5 separate regions of the Mus musculus genome follow, and all the other regions are linked to region 1. Evidence: chromatin contacts called from public ChIA-PET and HiChIP or PLAC-seq data. All regions are on one chromosome and are shown on one strand. Each heading gives the region's core, a stretch centred on a gene start, on an enhancer-like site or on the middle of the called end of the contact. The rest is flanking DNA. Distances are from core to core; before and after follow the strand shown. Region 1 holds the start of Tbkbp1 (TBK1 binding protein 1). Region 2 overlaps Gm38961 (a long non-coding RNA gene). Region 3 holds the start of Npepps (aminopeptidase puromycin sensitive). Region 4 overlaps Sp2 (Sp2 transcription factor). Region 5 has its middle 39 kb from the start of Socs7.

Region 1 (3,719 bases), core at 31-2,530:
CGGGCTGGGGGAGGGGGAGGGGCGCGGCGGGCCGGGGCGGCTTGGGGCGCGGGAGGCCGGGGCCCGGGCGCGGGTGGGCGGGCGCTGCGCCCGGGAGCAGAGTGGGGAAGGGTCCTGCGCCGCTGCCCGCAGCCTCCGGCCTGCGGGGCGGCTGCCGCTCAGTAGCCCGCCCGGAGCCCGGCCGCGGTGGGGGAGGGGGCTGCGCGGTCTCGGCCCCACAGAGGGGAGGGGCGACAGTTTCTGTCCGCCGAGCCCGAGGGGGTTTAAAGAGCCGCTCTTAAAGGGGCCGCCGGAGGGGCCAGGCGGGGACGGGCGCCCCCTCCCCAGTAGCCTGCGCGGGCGCTCGGCGCGCGGCCCCAGGATGCGGAGGAAGGCAGCTCGGGTCGCACGGCCGGGGTGTGTGGGGACACGGAGTCCTCGAGAGTGGGGGTGATGGCCGGAGATCGTGGGCAGGGATGGGGGTGGGGTGTGTAGTGAGCTCTGGTCGGCAGAGTAGGGGGAGGGGTGGCGTGGGCAAGAGAGGGTTAAAGGTGGGGCCAGCCCTTCAAACACGCGCACACGCTCCTTACTCAGACCTGTCACACGCGTCTGTCGCTCCGGCACTTAGCCGAGGCTGGGGGATGGGGGACCCGAGGCCTGCACTGTCGGAACTCGCGCCTTCGGACCGAGCCCCCTCGCCGGAGCGCACACACGCTCCAGCGCGCGCACACACCTCGGACATTCCCATAGTGCCTCACGTGACACTCGGCCCGAACGTGCCCACCCTACCCACACGCTCACGCACGCGTGCTCACACGCGCGCGCGCGCACACACACGTACACACACACACATACACAACCTCTGGTCACTCCCGAACTCCGCGCTGACCCCGGTCCTCCGCCCCGCAAAAGCACTCATTGACGGCGGCACACCTACACTCATTCACAGACACACACTCCCCCCCACATGGCAGCCACAGCCACACATTCATAAACAAGGGCCCGGAGATGTACACACGCACCCCCTCGCTGCCTACTCGTTTTGGGAGCCCTGAGTCATTCCTGCCCCCCTCCCAGGGCTCCCCATTTCCCTGAGTGCAGGCACAATAGGACAAGCTGGAGTCTCCCTTAATGGTCTCGGTTCTCCTAGGCCCCCTTGCCCAGTTTGCTGCCTCTGACACTCAGCCAAGGACTTCCTGTAGGTCTGCGCCTGGACGGTTGCCACAGCCCCGGCGCACTTGGGGAGGCACTTCCTTTTCCTGAACTCTGGGATCCTGCGGGAGGAAGTTGGGCGGGGGCCACAGAGGCCAGGCTGCCTAGCGGGACTAGCCTTCCTTAGGAGCAGGCGACAGAGGCCTGGGATGGGAATCTTGGCGGCTGTCGAGGTACTTGGGGAAAAGGGAGGTCTGGGGAGGAGACCAAGCCGAGTAGTCTAGGCAGGTTCTGGGCTGTGCCAATGCTGGGACAGCAGCCCTCCCTCCCATCTGTCCACAGGTCTCTCCTCCCTGCCCCTGATCCTTGGTCCTGTTTATCAGTTGTCCCCCACTCCACTCATGACGTCTATCTGGTTCCATTTCCTTCTATAAGCAGTCACAGCAGGGGATAGGGCAGAAACTTGAGAGAGAAGAGAGAGAGAGAGTTAGTTGTGAGATCTGTCTCTTGGCTGAAGCTCCCCAGCTACCACAGGTTCCTCAGACCAGCATGGAAGAGTTGGGAACAAAGAGCAGGTGGTCCTCTTTACTCTGTTCCTGCACTCTCAGGAGGCCCAGGGTGGGCTGAAGCCCTTACCATGGAGTCCATGTTTGAAGATGACATCAGCATCCTGACCCAAGAGGCCTTGGGGCCCAGTGAGGTGTGGCTGGATGGTCCTGGAGACCCGTCCCTGGGAGGGGACATGTGTTCTGCCTCCCACTTTGCCCTCATCACAGCCTACGGAGACATCAAGGAAAGGCTAGGAGGCCTGGAGAGGGAGAATGCCACCCTCCGCCGTCGCCTCAAAGTCTATGAGATCAAGGTCAGAACCTAGATGTGATGGCGAGCTGAGCTTGTAGTTGCCTGCAAGGGCAGGAGGGTCCCAAGAGGTGGCCAGCACTGGAGGCTGCCTGGTCCCTGAAGAAGTGGCTGCCTTGGGGATGAGGAGCTCTGCTCCTGCAGCCAATCTCAGGGGTGGAGGAGGAGCCCAGCTTTGGAGTGGTGGGTCCCATTGGAGGGGGCGGGGAGAGGCGCCTGTGAAGCTGGCAGTGGGGTTGGGGGACAGAGCGGTCCTGGGATGGGAAGCCAGGCTTCTCAGAGGACGACCCTCCCACAGTATCCGCTGATCACTGATTTTGGAGAGGAGCATGGCTTCCCTCTGTATGAACTCAAGGATGGCTCCCTGCTGGAGGTGGAGAAGGTCAGTCTGCAGCAACGACTCAACCAATTCCAACACGAGGTAAGCCCTTGCTTCGCTTCCCAGCCAACCCCACTCCCTTAGCCTCCTGCTTCCCTCACTTTGCCCTCAACCCCGCCCTGCCCCCGCCTTCCCTAAATCAGCTTCAGCGCTTCCTGTTTCTATTGGGAATAGGGTTGGGGAGGTTGGGAGCCCCCTCTGCTCCCTGTCAAGGCTGGTCCTGACCCTGGCACACCTCTCCGGGCCTACCCAGTTGCAGAAGAGTAAGGAGCAGGAGGAGCAGCTCGGGGAGATGATCCAGGCTTACGAGAAACTGTGCGTGGAGAAAAGCGACTTGGAGACAGAGCTGGGGGAGATGGTGAGGCCCAGAGAGCGGGTGTGTGTGTGTGTGTGTGTGTGTGAGGTATCTGACGTGATGTGATTCTCTACGTGCATTCCAACCCGATGAGTGTGTGCTGCCTGTGTGTCACACACACTCTGCTGCGTGCACACTCCCTGTATCCACTCGTCCCTGTCTGTGAATGCCTGCTTTGCCGTGTGAATGAGACAGTATCATCCGGGTCATGGGTGACTCTGTACCTTGGGCTAGGATGCTGTGTGTGTGTGTGTGTGTGTGTGTGTGTGTGTGTATTTGGCTCTCACACTGCATCAACCCTGTACCTATAGTATAGTATAGTGTCTGGGAGAGGGTATAAGTGACAAGAGAGGTGCCAGAGCTCTCCATAGTCCCAGCACAAGCGTGATGAGAGTTGCCATGTGGCCGTTTGTGTGTGGGCAGGTGGCAGTATCAGGAGATAAGGTCTCTGCCAACTCCTGTGCTGTGACCTTGATCAAGTTATTTAGCTCTCACCCCTCATCTGAAAAGCAGAGAAAAACGGTAAGCCATCTCACTAAGCTGCTGTGACGGCAACGGGACATTTGTGTAAAACGGTTTTCCTTTTATAGTCAGGAACGTTTGCTTGGTAGTCGCAGCGTGCCAGGCACTGTTCATATCCCTCTACACACATTTACTCATTTTAGCTCTCACAACAATCAAAGAGGTAGGCGTGGTACTGCTATCCCCATTTTATACAGGAGGTAGACAAAGCTTAGAAGTGCTTAAGTCCTGTATGCAAATGCAAGTCACATCCCTGAGGGTTTGGGGTGACTGGACCTGGAGCCCAGTGTTGGCATAAATGTCTCTGTGTGATAAGACCCAGAGGAGGTTTGGCTCTGACCTTGCCGGCACCAGTAGCCAGAAACATCTGCATTGCAGGAGCTGTGAGAGGAGCCTTCATACCTGTGACCACTTGTCGTGTGAGTGTAGGACACTCCAGCTGTCTGTGCTCCAGTCTGGAGAGTGATGACTGCC
Region 2 (3,826 bases), core at 843-3,342, 250 kb after region 1:
CCTTGTTAAACACAGGTTTCCTCTCAGCCTGAGTGATTAGGAGGTGAAAGATGACATGCAGTGGTGACAGACTGTCTGTCAACCTGACGGGGCCGAGGAGAGACACGGCCCCGTATTTTATTTTGTCGTCCAGTCGATCAGTGGGTCTGTCATAGAAACCAGGCCTGACAGCTCCCTTGGCCGCTCCTCTCTCTTTTCTTAACTCCAGAAGCCCCAGCTCCACCATCTATTAAAACATCCTGGGCTGTCAGGGATATTAAAAGGCTCTGTCACTCCTTCTTAAAACAGTCATAAATACAATCTGGGCGCTAGCATTTGGGCAGAAGCCTTGGTGTTAAATGAGAAGGGGCAAATAGCAGAGCTGCCTGCCTTTCTTGACAGCCCGGGAGCCTTAGAACCCCTCCAGATGCAAGAAGGCCTTCCCCAACACCTGCGGGCACCTGGCGCTCTTAAACCCAGAGCACAGGATGCTGCTGGTCCCACACCCACAGGGACCAGCTCATCTCTGCTTCTTCCCGAACACCGTATCTGCTCTTGCCCAAGGAGCCTGCCTCCTCGGCCTCTCCAGACAGTGGGACCCAGGGGAGAAACAGAGGGAAGAGAGACTGAGTGTTTTCTCCAAGTTTACATTTTCTACCTTTTCCTCCCCTACTTTCCATGTGCCAGCTTGCCACACCTTGCTACAAGTCCTTTGGAGGCCATAGTTTTCCCTGAGGCTTCCCATGTGGGCTTCCCAGAGAGCAGGCGAGAGTTTGTCCTCTTGCTAGTGGGAGATCACTGTCACTTATGAATCCTTGAATATCTCCAGACTGGGACACCCTCGATATCAGCCTGAGTATCACCTTCTCTTCCACCTCCAATAAGAGGAAGAGGCTAGATGCTAGCTATCCCAGTTGAGATCACAGAGGCTTTTCTAACTCGCAGAAAGGCTCTTCAGGCCCAGAACTGCAGAGCAGCCATGATCCTTGAGCAAGTTCTAAGTGGATTCTGTCCCTGTCCATTGGCCTGCACACTTACCTGAACATCCAGTTGGTGAAATGTATGAAGTCCTTGCCCAGGACTTTCTGTGTTCACACTGAAGCAGTGCCCAGGATCCTGGCATCTTCAGACAGCTTCCCTGTGGCCCACCAAGGTGTTTAGGCCATATGTGATAATGGCCACAATCACTTCTCACTCCAGAACTTTTACTAACCTTTGATACTTTCTCAACTGTGGACTACGGCTCCCCACCCCCAGCCATGGTCTTCCCGGTAGCTTTTTCCCCCCCAAATACTTCATTTCAAGAACTGCCAAACTTTGGTCATTTTTTATGTTAGGGACCCAGCTTATCTCACTGTGGAGGCCCCATGGGGTTCATGTAACAGCAGGAGACATATTTGCACCTCATAGAAGGACGCCCTCTCTGAGAACGGAAGATACCTCAGAAAGGCACAGGTAAGCGGAACTTAGCTGACATCATATCAATGTTTGTGGATGTTCAGAAGATGGGTGGGGGTCAGATGCCTTGAAGAGTCAGTGATTTGGGACACTTGGTGTGTGTAGGAGCCGGGTGAAGCCTGGCAGCTGTTTGTCAGCTGTCTGCCATGTAGCCACTTTGCCTATTCATTCCCATCATCTCAAAGGTCACAGGCCTAGCTACAGAGTAGTGAACAAGCCATTCTTTGCCCTCACAGACCCCAGGCAGTGTCTGACCCAGCAGGCAGGATGCGGAGGGGAAAAGGGGAAACTTGGGGACCCCCCACCAGCCACTCTAGTAGATCCTGCCTCTCCCCCTGACCCCCTCCCGCTGGCTTCTCCACTTCTCTCTCCCATCTCCTCCCCTTCCTCACCTGCCTTTCTTTCCCCTCTTTGGCTCTCTACCATCCAGAGCCCACCCTTCATCTCCATGGCAATAAAAGGGGAGGTGGGGTGGGGTGGGTTGTGCCCTGTATTTTTAGCCGGTCCATAATAGGCCTTTTCTCTGGAGACACAGGCACTGCCTGTGGAACGAATCTCCGCCTGTTCCTCTGCTCACAAAGGGCCAGCGGAGCCCCTCCCTCTGCCTAGGCTGCCCTCAGTGACCCCGGCCCCGTTTCAGGGTGTGCTTCAGCCCTCCAGGGTCTGCAGCTGGGTCTCTCTCACGGGATCCTACACACAGACAGGGTCACTCCAGCTGACCTCCCTGGAGGACAGAGGTCAAGCCCCCTCTGGGGTCTCTGATGTGATTGGAAGGGAGCTGGGGCGGGAGGAGGAGGAGGGATGTGCGCGGGGAGGGGACCGTCTTTTTTAATGTAGAATTAAATGACTCCTTGTGTCTCCCCTGTCTCTGCCTCTCTCAGGCTGGGTCTCAGGGCCCAGAATCCCACACTTAGGAGTCCGGGCAACTTAGAAATGGTTAGCCTCCTGTACGGGAGCTTGGTTGAGTGAAAGCCTGAGCTATAACAACTATAAAGTCTTGGCAGGGAAGCTGAGAAACTCTAAAGGGTAGTGGGGTCTGCATAGTCAGCCTTGCCTTTGAAGCTGGGCTTTGCTTGCTTTTGAAGTTGGAAAGGAAAAAAAAAAAAAAAAAAAGGAGAAAAATATAGGGACATGGAGAAGAAAGAGCCCTCGATCAATCCAGGGTCTTTTGAAGCCTCCTATCAGCTGAAAATCAAACTCCAGTATAACTAACATTTGTTGTGAAAGTTACAGACATAGAGGATCTATACATATATATCCTCTCTCTCTCTCTCTCTCTCTCTCTCTCTATATATATATATATATATATATATATATGTATATATATACACAAACACACACATATATATACACACATACATACATATATATAATAAAATTACATATATCATATATAATGTAACTTTTTAAAAGATTTCTTTATTTTGTGTATGAGTACACACTATAGCTGACTTCAGACACACTAGAAGGTTCCATTAGATCCCATTACAAATGGTTGTGAGCCACCATGTGGTCTCTGGGAACTGAACTCAGGACCTCTGGAAGAGCAGCCAGTGCTCTTAACTACTGAGCCATCTCTCCAGCCCCCTGGCAGTGTATTTTTTTAATGGAGAAATATTTTAAGATAAAAATGTTAAAATAGCTGGGCATAGTGGTACATGCCTGTAATCCCAGCACTTGGGAGGTGGAGGCAGGAGGATCAGAAGTTCAAATTGACATCATCCTAGGATGCTTAAGTTAGAGCCCAGCCTGGGCTCCATAAGACCCTGCCTCAAGAAAGGTTACCATAGCAACAGAGCAGGTTTCTGCCCATGACCTTAGGTAGGGTCTCCTATTGAGAATATCTCTAGGAGTCTTTCAAAAGAGGCTGCTAATTTTGTTTGCAGTGAAAATGCCCTAACTTCCTGCATCTCTGTGACCAATGCCTGGCTTGAGATATCTCCTGCGTGGCATGCTCACCTTTAAGTGGGAATGAGAGCCGCACGTGGTAGTGTATTCATGTACAAGCCAGGTCCTGCAGTGCTCACCTCTCAGAGACGCACATCCCCCACCCCCACCCCAAGCTGCAGCTGTCCCTTAGGAGCAAATTCTTTAGGGAAAACTAAACAAAAGAAAACATTTTGGGGGGCAGGGTAAGGAGAGGGTATAGGGGAATTTCGGGATAGCATTTGAAATGTAAATGAAGAAAATAGCTAATTAAAAAAGGATTAAAAAAAAAAAAAACGTTTTGGGCTGAAAAGATGGCTCTGTAGTTAAGAGTACTGCGTGCTCTCCCAGAGGCCTGAGTTCAATCCCTATTACCTACACCAGACAGCTCCCTGTAACTGCCTGTAACTTTTTGTCCAGGAAGAATGCACACCTCTGGCCTCTATGTCTTTTAGACAGACAT
Region 3 (3,887 bases), core at 669-3,168, 130 kb before region 1:
ACAAACCTAATATTCAATTGCAAAACATAAGACCAAGTCCACATGAATCGGCAGAGTTCCGGAGCTAATCGGAAAGGGCTAGAGCAGGGTGGAGTTCTGCAATGGAACTCTTCCTGGCAAGGTGAGGGAAGGGAGGGGCGCACATTTCACAAAAACGGATGAGCAGGCCACTGAAACACTCATTCCTGAGCAAATTAGCAATCTGTGAGGGCTAGACAGTAATCGAGTTAGACTGTAGAATTGATGTTAAAGGGTAAACAGCTCATAGGCAGCCTTAGATGGTTATAAATCAATTTTGCTTTGACAGGAGGAAGCCTTTTGTTTTTTTTTTTTTTTTTAAATGCAAACATTTTGAGGAGATCATACACAGTTGGATTAGAATAAACCAAACTGGCAGAATTATGAAGGAAGCTGTTTATAATGTTCTCAAGGAGAAAACCAGAAACAACTGGGTCTCAATTCCAGCTCCACCAATTATTAGCTGTACACAGGTCTAGAGCAAGTCATGATCTTTCTATGTGCCTGTTTTTGCATATATAAAACAGGTTGGGGGTCCACCTCACAGAGCGTCTGAGAGATAAAATGAACGTGTAAAGTGTTAGCAAGTATTCCAGACATATTAAAGGCCCGTCTCTTTAAGAATTGCATCTGTGTTTCTAAAAAGCACGTAGGATTTTTGGAGGAAAGCAGGGCAGGTTGAGGATCCACAACTGTGCTGCCCAATACAGTAGGCATTAGCCATGTGTTGCCCTGGCTGTCCTAGAACTCACTCTGTAGTGAAGGCTGGCCTCAAACTCAGAGAGATCTGCCTGCCTCTGCCTCCAGAAGCCAGTACCACCACTGCCAGGCACCTCATTAGCATCTTTAAAATGCATTACATGATGAAATTATAATCTGAATATATTGGGCTAGGGAGATGAGGTGCAATAACTTCTGTTGTTTTAATTCTATCTAGTGGCTCACAGTGTCATGTCTGTAGGACAGTGCTTGTTTAGTTTTGACTCTACCTTACAAGTTTCTATAAAAGAAATACGCTTTTAGGAATATTTTTGCCTTGATTTAAACATAGGTCTTAGAGATAACTACAGAATGGAGGGAGCCACAGTTAGGATACTTTTACAGAAGTCACAACTGGTAAAGGGTCTTTTCAGTTAAAAAAGCAGAAACAAAAACAAGGGGCGTGGGGGTGTGGCTCAGTGGCATGGCGCTTGCCCAGCCTGTGTAGAGGCTTTGAGTTCAAAGCCTAGCACCACAGGAAGGGAAAAATCCGGAAACAGACAGTTGATCATTATTATCATCTGTGTTTTCTTAATCAAAATCTTACTGTGTGCCCAGACCATTCTGGAACTCACTCTGTAGTCCAGGCTGGCCCATGATGATCGTCCTGCCTCAGCCTCCGTGCCCAGCAATGAAGCATCTTGTTTTAAATATGAAATCGTGGGATCCTGTATTTCTAGTCTTTGAAACCACTCTCCTAAAAGGTCTAGATTTCACTGGTTGGAGCGACCTTGAATAACTAAGTGTTTCCTCGGAAAACTGTTTTCAGATCATCCCTTCAACTGGCTATTTCCTAGGGAAAAAAAAAAGCCTCAGGTCGGGCTCACACCGCTGAGGTGGAATGGCTCTTTCCACGCGTCCCCTACCCCCCCGCGCTGACTTGACCGCTGCGTAGGCTTCCATTTTCCACAGAGCTCCTCCATGCCCTTCGTGGCTCTTTCCTGCCACCGGCCGACGACAGGTGCAGCGCCAAGCGCCTCCTCTCGCCTTCCCCGTTCGCCGACCGCGGCCTCGCCGCCCCGCCCCGCCCTCGGCGCGCGCCCTCAGCGGGGTCGCGCCCGCCCCGCGGGGTCGCGCACGCAGCCGCCGCCGCCTCCCTCCCCGCCCTCCTCCCCTGCCCTCCCCTCCGCCCCCTTCCCCGTAGGCAGCCCGCCCGCACCGCCGCCCGCCCGCCCGCCCGGCCCAGGCACCCGCTGGGTCTGTCCCCCGCCCCAGCCTCCCCGGCGGCTCTCGGCAGGCGGTCGCCCGCGCCCGGTGAATGTGGCTGGCAGCCGCCGTCCCCTCCCTCGCTCGCCGCCTGCTCCTCCTCGGCCCTCCGCCTCCTCCCCTCCTTCTCCTCCTCAGCCGCTCCTCTCGCCGCCGCCGCCGCCTCCACAGCCTGGGCCTCGCCGCGATGCCGGAGAAGCGGCCCTTCGAGCGGCTGCCCGCCGAGGTGTCGCCCATCAACTACAGCCTCTGCCTCAAGCCCGATTTGCTGGACTTCACCTTCGAGGGCAAGCTGGAGGCCGCCGCCCAGGTACTGCGACCCTCGGGCGCCGGGGGGCGAGCAGCGGGCGGGCGGGCGAGCAGTTAGGCCGCGCCCGCGGGCTGGGTTGGAGGCCGGGGCGGGTTGGGCGCGTGGGCCGCGGGACCGAGCGGGAGGCGGGTGCGGCGCGCCCCTCGAGCCGGCCGGCCGGGCGGGGACCGCGCTGCGGGAGTCTGCGGGCGGTGCGCCCCTCGGGGGGCCAGCACACCTGTGTGCAGCGCCCCTGGTCCCCGCCTTCCGGGCCCCGAGCTCCGGGAGAGGCTGGGTGGGGGCTGGGGAACTAGAAGGGGCTAGGACTGCCTGCTCGGTGGCACCCCTGCGGACTGCGTTCTTTCCTGGTCGTCCCTTTACTCCGCCGGGGATAGGTTGGAAGGGGCGGTCATCAGGCACTTGAGAGCGAGGAGGGGCGAGTCTAGAAGGTTGGGGGCAGGGGGGAGTGGAGCGAGAATGTTAATCCCAGGCAGCCTCACCGAGTTCTCCCGGCCTGATCCTGCCCAGGGGCCGGGTTTCCAGGATGATCCGCCCCCTCCCCCTTCCCCTCAAATGACAGTGCAGCAGTGACTTTGTTCTCCCCTAACCTCCAGAGAAGCCGCGGAGGACCCTAGCTCCTCTTCTCCTATCCGCCTTGCTCTCGCAACCTGTGAAGCTGGTGGATTTATTGCTTCAGTGGCGGTTGCTTAGCAGTCCCCTCTTCTGAAAGAAAGCTCTCAGTCTTAGCCTGCCACTGGTGAAAATATTCCATTACTCTTCTTTGCAGTTTTTTTGGTGAATCATACGCTCCTCCCTCCTCCCCGAAGCATTATCTGGCAGTATTGTTTGATTTCGGAGACCATCCATATAGATGGCTCACAGAGGTCTCAAACGGTTACGATAAATAACCATGGGTATGATGTGTTACGTGAGATCGGAAATGAAAATTGGGAGCTGTTTGATAGCTATCTGTGACAGGAGTGGTGGAAATAGAATTGGTTCCGTTTCTTTTCCTACCCCAGCTAGGGGTTGGGGAACACGAGTGGTGGAGGAAGCCAGGCCAGTAGGCCTCAACCAAAAAGATGAGGGAGGGTGTGTGTTGCAATGAAATGAGAGAAACGTAGACTAGAATTTGAGTGATTTGAAAGCCGAGAAAGTATGATACTCGAGTTTGAAAATCTGTGTAAAAGTACAGAACTTAAAAGTATGCTTTTAGATTTGGAACATTGGCTTTGCCAGCCTTAGATGCTGGCAGCATCACTGTCCACAGCAGAGTGCCTTGTGACCTTTGGAGAAAGGGCCTACACTTGGGATGAGTTTGAATTATGAGAAAACACTAACTTTAAGGAAGCTGGCCCGAGTTAATAAATCTGGAAGGTGTGCGCACTGAGTGAAGACATTGAGGAAAAAGCAGTACAGATTTGCTTACAGGTTATTGAGGTTTATGGACATGTTAGAACAACAAGCAGCAACATGTTCCCCCGCCCCGCCCCCCCTCTAAAAGTGTGTTTGTGTGTGAGTGGGTGGGGGTGCGTGGGAGCTATGGTATGTATACTCTCTGTCTCTTACCCTTTCACTATGGGATCTCGGGTTCTAACTCAGGCTGCTTAGTTTC
Region 4 (3,628 bases), core at 1,096-3,595, 190 kb after region 1:
TAGTTAATTAATTAAAATGACAATTACCATAAGGAAAAAAATGTCAGTCAAAAGACCCAAGATGCCTGGCCATGGTGGTGCACGCCTTTAATCCCAGCACTTGGGAGGCAGAGGCAGGCGGATTTCTGAGTTCGAGCCAGCCTGGTCTACAAAGTGAGTTCCAGGACAGGACAGCCAGGGCTACACAGAGAAACCCTGTCTCAAAAAACCAAAAACAAACAAACAAAAAAAGACCCAAGATGCCTGTGGCCCCTGGTCCTGAGCCAAATCTGAGTTGGATACCTTGGCTCGTACCCACCAACCCTTAGCCCCAAATGATATGATCACCTTCATTTCCTCCTCCTTGTTCACAAAAATACTATAAGCACTACAATGTCAGGTGAAACAGAATGTGTGGTGCATGTCTTTTACAGATGGGCCCATCCAGAACCTTTAAAAGCAAATGGCTGTGCTTACAGGACTAGTTTTTGCAATTGCATGCTTTTTTCTGTAGTTGTTCCTTCATAACTGCAATGATTTTACAGGGATCCGTGTCTGTAATATCCTAGAATCTATGTGTCCACTGCGCAGAACCATCCACTGGCCTCCCAGTTGGCAGCATCGCAGGATCACCCTTGTTCTGCTGCATCTCATGGCTTGGGGCCTGGTGACCACTGAAGGCACTGTGTTGCTTCCTGGCCAGCCAGCCTGCCTGTTTCTCTTTCTTTACCTTCTACCTTTCAGGGGCCTGAAAAAAGCCATGAATGGTGGTACTTCTGTCCTCACCAAACTATAGTTCTGTTTCTGCCTGAGCTCTGTCCTCATAGACTCCTGACTTGGGGTCAGTTCCTGAGCTTCTGTCCCTTGAGTCTTCCCCATCTCTCTGTTTCCTGGAATTTGCTTTCTTAATGTCTAAGATACCAGCCTGACTTCCCAGTTGCTTTGCCTTAGTGATTTATGACTCTTACCATGGCAGAGTCTTCACCCAGAGCTCTTAGGGCTTCATTTTCCTTTCTTTCTTCTTTTTCTTTCTTTTTTTGTTTGTTTGTTTTTTGTTTTTTGGATTTTTTTTAATGGGCTCACTATGTAGACCAGGCTGGCTTCAAACTCCTAGAGATCCAGTTTCCCCTGCCTCCCATGTGCTGAGATTAAAGGCGTGTGCCACCACATCCAGCCTCTTGCTTGCCCTTTATTTGTTTAAAATGCTATGTGTATGGGTTTTCCCCTGCATGTACGTTTTACACCACTTGCATATGTGCATCCTGCACTGGAGGCTAGAGGAGGCCAGCCCTTGGAACTGGAGATACAGAGGATTGTGATGACCATGTGGGTGCTGGGACTTGAACATGGGTCTTCTGGAAGAATAGCCAGTACTCTTAGTTTCTCTCTTATCAAAAGTAAGCGGCTGGGCCTGGTGGCACACACCTGTAATCCCAGCCCTTGAGAGACTAGTAAACGAGTCCCAGGCCAACCTGGGATATGGTGCAAGATTCCTGTCTCAAATAAAGTAAAATTAAAGTTTAAAAATTATAGGAGGATACAGTGATCCTTTGGTACCCACAGGAGCTCCTGGAGATTCCAGAACCCGTAGATGCTCAAGACTTATATATAATGTATAGAAGTTACCTGTAAGTTGCACATCTGCCGCATACCTTAAGTCATCTGCAGATTATGTAGCACCAACATTTCTTGATGCATGGTTGGTTGAATCTGTGGCTACAGAACCTGTTGATATGGAGGTCAACTATCCAGTTGTGGGGAAATGAGAAGAGAAAAATTCTGCCAGCTATTACTGCATATACACAAAAGTGGAAAGTGTTCATTCTTCCATGTAGTTGTTAGCCCTGCTGAGTCTATGACCTACACAGTCAGATCAGTTGTCCTGGGTAAAGGGGTTAGTCCACTTAAGGCAGCGCTTCTCAGCCTTCCTTACGCAGCAACCCTTTAGTGCAGTCCCTCATGTTGTGGTGACCCCCAAACATAACATTATTTTTTCTGCCACTTCACAGCCATACTTTTGCTACTCTTACGAAGTGTCATGTAAATACTTTTGGAGAGGTTTGCCAAATGGGTCACGACCCATAGGCTGAGAACTGCTGGCTTAAAGGAGTTGCCGTCTTCTGGTTCCTGGAGGCCCTTGTGTCTCTGTGTGAAGGTTGATGAAGGTTGAGCAGACAGACAGCCTTTAGAGTAGGACAGCTATGTCCTGCTGCTCAGGAATGCTGGCCTTGCCTTTCTTCTTTCCCAGACTGGCTTGCATCTAGCTCCCGCTGGATTGAGCTGGTAGCCTGCCTTAGCACAAGCCTAGAGGCTCTGCCCCAATGAAGAGATTCAGATTTAGAGGGCTACCAGTGTCCACCAGGGGGCACTCTGGACTCAGCACAGCCGGACCGACACACGAGTCTCCCAGTTCTCCTCATCTTAGATGGTGTGGGGAGTGTGGTGAAGGCAGGCCTGGCCTGAATCGATGAGTGTAAGCAAAGGAAAAGCTCACCCTGGCAAGCCCGGGGCTGGGATGCTCGAGCGGGGCCTTGCAGGAAAAGCTCTTAACCTGTTGGAAAAGCAGCAACAGAGGCAAAAAAAAAAAAAAAAAAATTAATTTAATTTAAAAAGCGGAGGCAAGGGGCCTTGGGTTCTCCTGTGGTGTGTTTCTTACATCATTCCATCTTTCTCCCAGCAGATCCACAGATGAGCATGGCCGCCACTGCTGCTGTCAGTCCCAGTGACTACCTGCAGCCTGCTGCTGCTACTACCCAGGCAAGTGCACGGTGCTCTCTGAGGGCAGGGCCAGAGCCCGGCGGGTTGATGAAGTGGGTTTTCTGCCTTACTCAGACCCGCTCGCTCTCACTGCAGACACCCAGGGAGATTCACTTGTTCTCATTTCTGAACTAAGACATAGACACCTGTCTAAGATGTCAAAGTTGGGTCAGGCAAAAAGAGTTGTGTTACCCGTGACCTCTGGGGCTGGGGCCATGGCTCTTAGTAAAGTTGCTGCACATGCATGAGTTCTTGAGTTCAATTCCAAGTTCCCGTGTAAACCGCTGGGCTGGGCTTGGTAGTACACACCTATAATCCTGGCATTCGAGAGGCAGACAGAGGGGCTCCACTGGGCTTACTGGCCAACTAGTCTTGCCCAGTCAGTGAGTTTCAGATTCAGTAAGAGACCCTGTCTCAAAAATGACGGCAAAGGAGGTGGAGAGAGCCAGGCGTGGTGGCGCATGTCTTTAATCCCAGCACTCGGGAGGCAGAGGCTGGCGGATTCCTGAGTTCGAGGCCAGCCTGTTCTACAAAGTGAGTTCCAGGGCTACACAGAGAAACCCTGTCTTGAAAAGCCAAAAAGAAAAAAAGAGGTAGAGAGGTGCTCAGTGGCTTAAGAGCGCTGGCTGCTCCTCCAGAGGCCTGGGTTTGATATGATAGCTCATACTCCAGGATCAAGTGATCTGACACCCTCTCTGGCCTCTGAAAGCACCAAGTACAAGTACTTGAGTAAGGCATAGACATACATGTGGGAAAAACACCCACATACATTAAATAAATAACAATTTAATAAACAAGGGAGAGTCAAAGAGTGAGACTTCATTAACATATCTGGCCTCTACCTACTCCACCTATGCTGATTCGGCTATACCCACACACCCTCCACATGAAC
Region 5 (3,593 bases), core at 1,072-3,571, 250 kb before region 1:
GTTCCTTCCCATTGGCTTCCCTCTCCTTTTCTCTCAATGACCAGGAAATGAAAGCAGGGTGCAGCGGCCACCCCCATTTCCAGGCTGCTGCTCGGCCAGTGCTTTGCAAGGTCAACCCCTAAATATGCAGGTCTGGCTCTGAGAAACAGAGTCCTGTTAGTCAAATTCATGCCAGCTTGGCTGTCAAAGTCCAATGTTAAATTCTCAACACTCCAAAGCCGGGAGTTCGAGGCCAGCCTGGTCTACAGAGCACATTCCAGAACAGCCAGGGCTACACAGAGAAATCCTGTCACGGGGAAAACAAGTATACAACCTCCCAACCCTCCCACCACACTCTGAACACCATAGGAAGATTTACAAATAGTCCTTATAAAGAGAAGGAACAGTACCATCTACCATCTTTGCCCAGCCTTTGGGGTCATTATATAGAATCCTACTAGCCCAACTAACATCCCTGGCAGAGGCAGTGGTGGCAAGGGTGGAGGTGTGGGAGGTGTGGCCAGAGGTGGGTTGGGGGCATACATCTGGACACACTCGTACCCTTTCACACCCTGCCTAAGTCAAAGCCTACATACAGCACCACCAGAGTGAAGAAGCAGTGGCCAACTGGGCAGGCACAGCCAGGTTTCTCAGTAGGTAGCTCACATTAGTTGTTTGCTCAAATTAAGAGACAAGAAGGAACCCTTATCTCCTGAGGAGTGTGCTGGGCACACCACCACCCATTTGGCTTTCTAACATTTTCAGACAAGGTCTCACTCTGTAACCTAGGCTGGCCTCAAACTCACTATGAAGCTCAGGCTGATCTTGAACTCATGGCACCTCCTCCTGCAGCTTCAAGTGCTAGGAATGTAGGCATGAGTCACTGTTCCCAGTTTCAAGACTCCTTTTAAAGAAAATGTTCAGGCTCAGTCAGCATGGAATTTCCCAACCATCTCTTGGTCGTCCTTTAAGTCTGTCTAAAAGAAAATAGACCAAGATTCAAGTCCAAGGGCCCGAGTGGCCCTGTGGTCTTCTTGTATTGTCACCTCTCTGCACTCTGGCACAAAACAGGTGACAGTGGCACCATCTCACAGGATTGTAGAAAAGATTATACAAAAATAGGGGCAGGAAGTTCTAGGTCCACATGAATGAGCCACATACGATTCATACTTCCTACAAGGGTTGAATTAATTCAGCTCGTTATTTTTAGCTTTAGAAGCAAGAGAACGGTTCTGACCTTGTCATTTAATTCTGATAGTCCATATTCTGCTATGCCACCTGGTGTTGCTTTTTTGAGGACCACAGTGGTATAGCCTACTCTGCCTTCTTCCCTCTAATAGCAAGTAGAGAGCCCTGAAGGGAGAAAGGAGGGTGGCCTGGGAGGGAGTGGAAAGGATGAGAGGGAAGAGGCTGCTCCTCCTGCACCTGCTGTCTGTGAGAACAAAGCCAGGCATGATGCAATCTGGTCGGGTGCAGCTGAGGCTGCCAGGCCTGGAGAGTGAAGTGGGTGTCAGTCGGGGAAGGTGGCAGGCACCAGAGAGTGTACACAGGTGTCCCTGGATGCCTGACAGCCCAGCCCCAGCCCCGCCCCCTTCATCTGACTACCACTGGATCCCTCCCGAAGCTCTTCACCCTCCTAGCCCCTCCCCAAATCCTTGCATCTGCCCTGACATGATGCAATGAAGACTTCAGTACAAACCGCCTTCTCCCGTAGGCAAGGGCTGGACAAGAGACCCAGGAGATAGATGCACAGGCCCTGTTGGCCTTCTCCAGCAGGTCTCCAGTGCCTGCTGTCTCTTGTCATCTTAGAGACAAGAGGGCAAATCCCCCCCCCCCCCGCACGTGTCCCCCCCACCCCCCAGGAGGAGGCGAGGGAGGCTGGAGGAGACACAGAACAACATATATTTAGAGAATTACACCGAATCCTAAGATGATACCAAGCCGGGCAGGGGTCCCAGCATCTGTCATTGGCCATCGTCAAGTCGGGGAGTGAGGGTGGCACCCACCATAGGGTAGGGTTGTCAGTCTCAGCTCTATACATCGCCAGTGAGTCTAAAAAAACATGGCTCTTCCTGCATCTTAGAAAGGATTTTGTCCCTCGCGTCAGGTAGAGGATTCGGGACAAGCCAGGGTCCCCAACTAGCCAAGGAGAAATCCGGCCACAGACCAGGACTGGAGATGCTGTTTGTGAATATTTATCCCAGCCTCACCAAACTGCAGCTGGGTGGCCTGGCTCAGAAGAGCCACTAGGTGGCAGAAGCAGCTCAAAGGCGCACTCGGCTACGCCCACTCTTCCTCCCTCGCAACCTCGTGGTAGACCCCACCCTCACCCCCGCGACTCCCGGTCGCCACGCCTCCAGCCCGAGCCCCAGAACCGGGTGACTCGAAGATCCTGTCCTGCGTCCAGCGGGATGCCTCCTCGGCATTCCCTTCCCTGTTGAGGGTTCACTGCCTGGTTCAGTTTGGCCAACCACAGCCAAGTCCATCGTATAGATTCCAAGGATTGAACTCAGGTTGCCTTGGCAACAAGTACCGTACCTGCTAAACCTTTTCACAGGCCCTCACATGTGGCTTGGAGTTTGTTGGTTTTTTTTTTTTTTTGGGGGGGGGGTGGATTGTTTTTTAGACAGGGAGTCACTGTGTAACTCTGATTGGCCTTGAAGTCATAAGAGATCCACTTACCTCTGCATCCCGAGTGCTAGGATTAAAGGCATGTGCCACCATGCCTGACTAGAAGGAATTTTATTTTTTAAGATTTATGTATATGAATGTTTTGTTTTTGTTTTGTTTTGTTTTTTTCAAGACAGGGTTTCTCTGTGTAGCCTGTCCTGGAACTCACTCAGAAATCTGCCTGCCTCTGCCTCCCAAGTGCCGGGATTAAAGGCGTGCGCCACCACCACCACATTAAAGGCTTATATGAATGTTTTGTCTGCAAGTCTGTATCTGTACCAGCTGTGTCTGGTGTCCAGTGGAGGCCAGAAGAAAGACTCAAACACCCTGGTTCGGAATTACAGATGGCTGAGAGCCACCATGTCTGAGGTTTGGGTGCTGAGAACCCAAACCTGGGTCCCCTGCAAGAACAGTGCTGTTAGCTACAGAGCCTTCTTTCCAGCCCCTGGAATTTTTTTGTTTTTTTAAGAATCGGAGGGAGGGGGGCTGGTGAGATGGCTCAGTGGTTAAGGGCGCTGACTGCTCTTCCAAAGGTCCTGAGTTCAAATCCCAGCAACCACATGGGGCTACAACCATCCGTAACGAGATCTGACGCCCTCTTCTGGTGTATCTTAAGACAACTACAGTGTACTTACATATAATAAATAAATCTTAAAAAAAAAAGAATTGGAGGGAGGAAGCAGGAAGCAAGAGCTCTTGGTAAATTGCTGAAACTGTTTGGATAAAAAGGGGACTGCCTGGCCAGGTGGTGGTGGTGGCACATACCTTCATGGAGGCAGAGGCAGACAGATCTCTGAGTTCAAGACCAGCCTGGCCTATAGAGCAAGTCCCAGGACAGCCAGGGCTACACGGAGACTCCTAGAAGTCCCCCTGTGATTCACTTAGGGAAGTGGCTTCCCAGAGAATTCAGCAGGAAACCTGCAGACAATTTCCAGGTAGCCCAA

The links. ChIA-PET counts read pairs in DNA pulled down with a chosen protein or histone mark. HiChIP or PLAC-seq counts read pairs in DNA pulled down with a chosen protein or histone mark.
Region 2: an H3K4me3 HiChIP or PLAC-seq map of embryonic stem cells shows a contact between it and region 1, with 28 read pairs. The contact joins the enhancer-like site here to the promoter of Tbkbp1 in region 1. A contact is called at or near these places in 2 of 39 promoter capture datasets (liver and stem cell-derived epiblast-like cells), 3 of 484 Hi-C or Micro-C datasets (the G1E-ER4 cell line and the P5424 cell line), 2 of 115 datasets of contacts at active chromatin or transcription factors (both in embryonic stem cells) and 1 of 9 other capture datasets (adipose tissue).
Region 3: a contact with region 1 is called in an RNA polymerase II ChIA-PET map of effector CD8 T cells, with 29 read pairs. The contact joins the promoter of Npepps here to the promoter of Tbkbp1 in region 1. A contact is called at or near these places in 1 of 39 promoter capture datasets (macrophages), 1 of 484 Hi-C or Micro-C datasets (embryonic stem cells), 4 of 115 datasets of contacts at active chromatin or transcription factors (effector CD8 T cells, embryonic stem cells, memory CD8 T cells and 1 more) and 3 of 9 other capture datasets (adipose tissue, liver and pancreatic islet).
Region 4: an H3K27ac HiChIP or PLAC-seq map of embryonic stem cells shows a contact between it and region 1, with 3 times the contacts expected there. The contact joins the enhancer-like site here to the promoter of Tbkbp1 in region 1. A contact is called at or near these places in 20 of 39 promoter capture datasets (the 3T3-L1 cell line, 3T3-L1-derived adipocytes, the HPC-7 cell line and 12 more), 8 of 484 Hi-C or Micro-C datasets (CD4 T cells, cerebral cortex, embryonic fibroblasts and 4 more), 21 of 115 datasets of contacts at active chromatin or transcription factors (T-cell acute lymphoblastic leukemia, bone marrow-derived macrophages, effector CD8 T cells and 9 more) and 3 of 9 other capture datasets (adipose tissue, liver and pancreatic islet).
Region 5: a contact with region 1 is called in a FOXA1 HiChIP or PLAC-seq map of pancreatic cancer cells. The contact joins the enhancer-like site here to the promoter of Tbkbp1 in region 1. A contact is called at or near these places in 2 of 39 promoter capture datasets (the 3T3-L1 cell line and cranial neural crest), 1 of 484 Hi-C or Micro-C datasets (embryonic stem cells) and 2 of 115 datasets of contacts at active chromatin or transcription factors (microglia and pancreatic cancer cells).

Annotation. Positions count from the first base shown.
Region 1 is chr11:97,147,636-97,151,354 of GRCm38.p6, reverse strand. Tbkbp1 (TBK1 binding protein 1) reads left to right here and starts at 1,280. Exons shown (of 10, transcript NM_001372531.1): 1 at 1,280-1,364; 2 at 1,740-1,993; 3 at 2,288-2,410; 4 at 2,622-2,726. The coding sequence starts at 1,769.
Region 2 is chr11:96,897,842-96,901,667 of GRCm38.p6, reverse strand. It overlaps Gm38961 (a long non-coding RNA gene), which reads left to right. Exons shown (of 3, transcript XR_880184.2): 2 at 1,317-1,434. Among named protein-coding and RNA genes, the nearest start is that of Gm38961, 2.8 kb to the left of the region's middle. Within about 2 kb of position 2,092, at least 38 of the 459 cell types and tissues checked have an H3K27ac peak or open chromatin away from gene starts, as enhancers often do. A contact at or near this core is called in embryonic stem cells, where this site is marked.
Region 3 is chr11:97,278,607-97,282,493 of GRCm38.p6, reverse strand. It overlaps Npepps (aminopeptidase puromycin sensitive), which reads left to right and starts at 1,918. Exons shown (of 23, transcript NM_008942.3): 1 at 1,918-2,293. The coding sequence starts at 2,036. Gm11592 (a long non-coding RNA gene) reads right to left here and starts at 1,800. Exons shown (of 3, transcript XR_001780313.2): 1 at 1,353-1,800.
Region 4 is chr11:96,962,473-96,966,100 of GRCm38.p6, reverse strand. Sp2 (Sp2 transcription factor) reads left to right here. Exons shown (of 7, transcript NM_001080964.2): 2 at 2,660-2,736. It overlaps D030028A08Rik (RIKEN cDNA D030028A08 gene), which reads right to left. Exons shown (of 6, transcript NR_003293.3): 6 at 1,041-2,530. Among named protein-coding and RNA genes, the nearest start is that of Sp2, 13 kb to the left of the region's middle. Within about 2 kb of position 2,345, at least 61 of the 459 cell types and tissues checked have an H3K27ac peak or open chromatin away from gene starts, as enhancers often do. A contact at or near this core is called in 3T3-L1-derived adipocytes, adipose tissue, bone marrow-derived macrophages and 5 more, where this site is marked.
Region 5 is chr11:97,399,194-97,402,786 of GRCm38.p6, reverse strand. No RefSeq gene overlaps it. Among named protein-coding and RNA genes, the nearest start is that of Socs7, 39 kb to the right of the region's middle. Within about 2 kb of position 2,321, at least 84 of the 459 cell types and tissues checked have an H3K27ac peak or open chromatin away from gene starts, as enhancers often do. A contact at or near this core is called in embryonic stem cells and pancreatic cancer cells, where this site is marked.